Regions from separate parts of the Mus musculus genome. Here region 2 is linked to region 1. A link is a contact called in public HiChIP or PLAC-seq data. All regions are on one chromosome and are shown on one strand. Each heading gives the region's core, a stretch centred on a gene start, on an enhancer-like site or on the middle of the called end of the contact. The rest is flanking DNA. Distances are from core to core; before and after follow the strand shown.

The links. HiChIP or PLAC-seq counts read pairs in DNA pulled down with a chosen protein or histone mark.
Region 2: a contact with region 1 is called in an H3K27ac HiChIP or PLAC-seq map of bone marrow-derived dendritic cells, with 13 times the contacts expected there. The contact joins the promoter of Mdfic here to the promoter of Tmem168 in region 1. A contact is called at or near these places in 3 of 115 datasets of contacts at active chromatin or transcription factors (bone marrow-derived dendritic cells, bone marrow-derived macrophages and thymic regulatory T cells) and 1 of 9 other capture datasets (embryonic stem cells).

The regions. Positions count from the first base shown.
Region 1 is chr6:13,606,738-13,609,435 of GRCm38.p6, forward strand. Tmem168 (transmembrane protein 168) reads right to left here and starts at 1,361. Exons shown (of 5, transcript NM_028990.5): 1 at 1,093-1,361.
Region 2 is chr6:15,719,325-15,722,022 of GRCm38.p6, forward strand. It overlaps Mdfic (MyoD family inhibitor domain containing), which reads left to right and starts at 1,337. Exons shown (of 5, transcript NM_175088.5): 1 at 1,337-1,639; 2 at 1,863-2,040. The coding sequence starts at 1,947.

The DNA of each region.
Region 1 (2,698 bases), core at 111-2,610:
AAAGTGCTACACAGTGGACAGGAATAACTGCCCCATCTGTTACTGCTCTTCCTCTCACTTTTATTCCAACTACACTTCAATTATGAACTACAGAAATGGCGTGCCCTCTCTGGACATATTCCTTTTCCTCCTCCTAGCCCTATCTGCCCTTTATCTGTCAAACCCTTCATTCAGGTGTGGGCTTACAATTCTTTTCGTAGGAGAATCGCCTCTCGGATCACTCTCTCTGAAATGGAAAAGTAAAACTACTCTTTTCTTCACCATTTGTTTAATGTCTGCATTCTTCACAGGTCACAAAGTCTCTGGGGAGATCTGTCTTCCACAATGCACGCTCAGTATCCAGCAGTCTGTAATCAAGTTAACATTCAATTCCGAAGGGGGGGGGGCGGGGAGAGGAGACTGACTAATAATAGAAAAAACTACTTAAGAAATGCAGATAAAATAAACCACTTTCTAATAAGCCACAGCTAGCACTAGTACTTAAGTGAGAGTCCAGGAATCATTGGCTTGTCTGCTCTTGGCTTTACTCCAACCTTCACTTAATTCACCAAATTTCTTCCAAAACAGAAAAGTGCCCTCATGGTGTCCTAAGACAATGGACTTCAAGACACAATGTATCGCTTTCATAATCCTTCAGTGGAAATCTATGTCTGTTCCTCGTAGGGGAAATGTCCAAACCTGAAAGAACAACACTGAGCCGTCAGGAGTTGGAGACCTGCAGCCTAGTTTCTCTGAGTTCCTGCTAATAACTCTTTCGGCCCACCTCTTAACTAGAAGAATGGCAACTCGGACTCTCCTTTTTGAGCAGCTATGGTAACTTCTCTCCCGTTAGGGCTCGATCTAGCGAGAGATGGAGAAGTGGGCTCGGGACCCTGGCTGTTCCGCTACCCCTTAGCTCTGGGACGAGGCGACACCACGCGACTCCCGGGTCAGGGTGAGGCGGGACACCGAGGCACGCCCTCCCTTGGCGGTCGCCAGCCCCCGAGCATCGATCCCACCAGGAGGCCGACGGGGCGGGGCCTGGCCGGCTCAGCCGGACCCTGGGCGGCGCCCCAGCCCTCCGCCGCCCCTCGGCTCCCGGATGCCCCTTACCCGAGTCAGCGGTCGCCAGCGAGCCTCGCTCTTTCCGCTGCGAAGCTCGCAGAGCCAAAGGGCGCGGAGCCTCCGAGCCAGAACGCGGAGGTGATGTGGGGACGTGAGCCCGAGGCCTCCCGCACTAGCACCGCAAGGCCTCGGTAGAAACTTTCGCTAGGACCGACACGGCCGCCATGTTTCCGCCGCTGACTCCCAGCGCTACGGATCGCCGTCAGGGACAAGGCGCGCCGCGCGCTTCCTTCCCTGGCCCGGCCTCCTAGCCGCTCTCCACGCCCAGCGGCGAGCCTGGGGAGGCAGGTGCTCGCTGCGCTGCCCCACCCTGGGCCTGTTTAACTCCCACCCGGGATTAGCAGCAAAAGCAGGGAAGACCACGGATGATCAGGCCCCAAAGCAGCGAGGTCACCGCTTAGAGTTGGACCGAAACTGAGCCAGCTAGAGTGGGATAATTGCAAGTGGACTATAAATCTATGTAGAAGGCGTTGCTGCTCTTTCATATAGGTGGTATAATATATGGCTTTGCATATGCTGACCAAACCTTCAAAACCTGTCTCTCCTTGCCCCAGCCTGCTTTTCTAATTAAGTCCGCCATTAATCCCCAATCCTGAACATCTTTATTCTACAGCCCTAGCTAGCTTTCCTTGGCCCTAAGCGCACCTTCAAACACCACAGATGATTTTAATCTGCATTCTGATGGCACTTAAATTAACATAGTTGTACACACGTGAGCGCCGCATTTCACAGGTGCTGCGGAGCAGCAGTCTCAGGGGTTGAAATTGGTTTCTCCATCTGTGAAATGGTAACAAAACCTTTCTCACAGGACTGTGAATATACAGGGAAACAGTGTGTCCCTCCATGTACAAAATGAATTTAAAAGATATTCAATACCTGTAAGAACACGTTGTTAAGGAGGGCTTTAAGACAGTCTCGTTCGCGTACGGACCGCTATAAATCCATCTTGCAATGGAGAGGAGATAATGGTTCCAGTTCAATAGAGAGCTTGTAAAAGTGGGACTTTAACGATTAGGATGCGGTAGGGATGCTTGAGCAAATGGGGAATCACATTAGCTTTAAGGGGGACAATGACTTGGAAGCATAACAACATTGTTGCTAACACAACAAAGGTACTTGTTACCTTGAAAACAGGAAGATAAGAAAGATAGAAAGCTAAACTGACTTCATGGCGTTCTTAGTTAAAAACTAGATTTTACTAGGGAATGCACAGTTGGGCCTGAAAAACAAGTTCTGAACGAAGCCTGAATAGAATACGGCCAGGCAAAAAGCAAGAAAACCCCTTTCCTTTCCCAAAAAAAAACATTTCCACCAAAAAGTCCCTGCCTGCCTTCTGATTCCATTTCCTGCTGCTTGCAGCCCCTCATATAGGTCAAACCATTTCAAACCCCTAGCCCGCTCATGTGTAAACAAACACTGATAACATCTATCCGACAAAGTTTCTTCTGTGGATTGAGGGAGAATGTGTGTTTTAAAAATGCCTTACAACCTTTAAATGGCTTATCCTTTCAGATAAACCTCCAAATCCTTAAATAGGGCATGTGGGTGTTATCTCAGTGGTAGCATGCTTACCTAGCTTGCATGATGGAGCAAG
Region 2 (2,698 bases), core at 87-2,586, 2.1 Mb after region 1:
CCTCCCCCTGCCCTGAATAAACTCTATTCTATACTATACAGTCCTGTGACTGGTCCCTCAGGAAGAAGGGATGGCTTGACATGGGCCCCACCAAGACACCCCCTTCCCCACACCCCACCAGCTAGAACATATCTTTATAGCTCTTTCTCTTTTTATGATCACAACAGTAGGTTCTATGTAGTCCAGACTCTTGACACGTTCTTAAGAGACTTAAGGCACTTTTTACAATGTCATCTATGAATCTACAAATTTTATTTAAAAACGGGGCCATATCTATTAGCTATAGGTCACCGAGAAAAATGCCATTTTCTATGGAATCCAAATACCTGCCTTCAGAACCTTTGAAGATTGATTTCTCGGAGTAGTTGAAATCAAGTTCTTGTTTCTTTAGAGGTAAGAAATAGACCTTTTCCGTCAGTTGAAAAGAACTTGAATGGTCACTTTTTGAAGATAAACATTCCTGATGTATTATTAGTAATGATGGGGGTGAGTGAGAAGGAGAAACCATTAAGTTTCTTCAGTTTTGATATGCACCTCCACTGAACTCTGCATTTCACTCAAACAAAGAACAAAAATTAACCAGATGTATAAAAGTTCTTAACAGCCCGTTACACTTGCTCTTGGCCCTTTAGAGTCTGCCACAGTCAGAACATTTCATTTAAAAAGCCACCGACAATGAACCTTTTACGTCTGAGCACAGTTTAGCTTCCCGCAGACGTCACACGGTCAGAGAGGCACTCAGCCTGGGGTAGGACAGATGTGCTCAAGAATGTTCACCTTGCACTCCTGGGTGGCTCTGTGCAACTGGTTTAACCAGATCAGGAATCCTGTCTGACAGAAGTAAAGTAATAAAAAAGAAAAAGATGAAGAGATTAGACAAGTACTTGGGACCTGTGAACAAGGTTTTAAATACACATTTATGTCTTCATAGTACCAGGAAAGTCAGTGTGTGTGTTTGAACACACATGTACATTCATCACACACACACACACACACACACACACACACACACACACACACACACACCCTTCCCTGTTTTCAAAGGTCGCTTCCCTGGGGCATTCCTCAAGATTATTTAATAGTCTATCGAAGGGCAGGATTGAAAGTGGTTTGAGGGGGACTTTCCCAGAAAGGTTGAAGATGTTTGAGCTGCCAAGGTTAGCTCCCTCCCTGTTTTCCCTAACCTTGGTGGGCCTGGGCTAGGGAGCCTGCATCTGGCCTGTCCAGCTCTGGCCTCCTGACCCAGACAGCTCCCTCGCAAGGGAGCTCAGGGCCAAACCTAGGTCGCGCCGCCCCCAACCTCGGGGCTGTCTGCCAAGAGTTCGAGGCCACCCCAATCCGGATATGATGAAAGGGAGCCACAGAGAGAGAAGTGTTTGAAGAGTGTAGGAGTGGCAGCGCGAGGGTGAAAGAGACGCACAAGTGGATCCTAAAGTCCTTCCCGGAGGAGAGGGGCTGCCCGGAGGGAAGGGACGGAGTGCGCGGAGTCAGCGCGGGCGGCTGCCACTGTCGCTGCCACTCCCGGGGCCGGAGGGACGTGGTCAGGCTGCCAGGGCGTGATGGGGCCGCGGCCAGAGCCTCGCTGACTACCGGTGGCGGGAGGAAGGGACCCGGAACAGCCCACGGGGGGGATGCCAAGGTAGGTGGAGGTCCCTTAGGTCGCTCTGCCGCCGAGTCCCCGCGCGTCCCCTCCCAGCGCGCGCGTCCCGTTCGCAGCGTCCCCCCAGGCTGCTTTCAAATCCTAACTTCCCTGGGGTGGAGTTGGAGGAGGGACGCGGAGGGGGAGGGAATGGCCCAGGCATTGCGGCGTGCTGTGCTCTAAAAACAGTTGATCCTGCTGTCCCTTTTGCTTTTCCCGCCAGAGGCAGGCCGTTTCCTGCACCCAGCACCTAAGCAGCTGGGGTCCGTGCACCCCGCGGGGACGGCTCTGGCTCGGAGCGTGGCCCATGTCCTGCGCGGGTGAAGCCCTCGCTCCCGGGCCCGCGGAGCAGCAGTGCCCGGTCGAGGCGGGCGGCGGCCGGCTGGGCTCCCCGGCCCACGGTGAGTAACAAGTACTTGCGAGTTGCGAGTTTCTGGGACGTGCTTGCACACTTAGGGATGGGTGGTGGTGGTGGTGGGAGTGGGGAACTGCGAGGATGGGCTTCAACTTCGGAATTGTGAACTTTTGCACACTTATGTTACTTAAACAAGTCTGCCAGAGGATCACTGCCCCAGATCAACAACCGGATAGGAGGGCGGGATCCCTGGCCCCTCTATTCCCTTTTCTTGCTAGAAACTGGTTGACTAGATGGCTTCTACCTTCTGCCTAAGCACTTCTTGGCCTGGGACTCAGGAGGGGTGTGAAGTCTCCAACCCTTGTCTAGTACTCTTAAGTTCTTATGTTCTTTTCTCATGCAGGGCAGTCTCTGCTCTCTGAGCTAGCGTGGGCTCTCCTCATCTTTCTGGTTCTTGTGGGGTACTCTGACCCCCAGGTTAAGCATCCAGGTTTCTGAGACCAGTTTCTTTTGGAATGGCTCGTGCATATGTTTTCAATAACGTTTGTTTTGGAATAAACACGTTCCAAGAATGAATTAACTCTTTTGAGTTCTTCCAAAGGGAAAACAAAATCGTTTGCTTCTGGGAAGCTTCCATAACCACATTTTAAAATTCTTTGAAGGTAATAGACTTCAGGTGCTCTTTGGTGGCAGAACCAGACTCT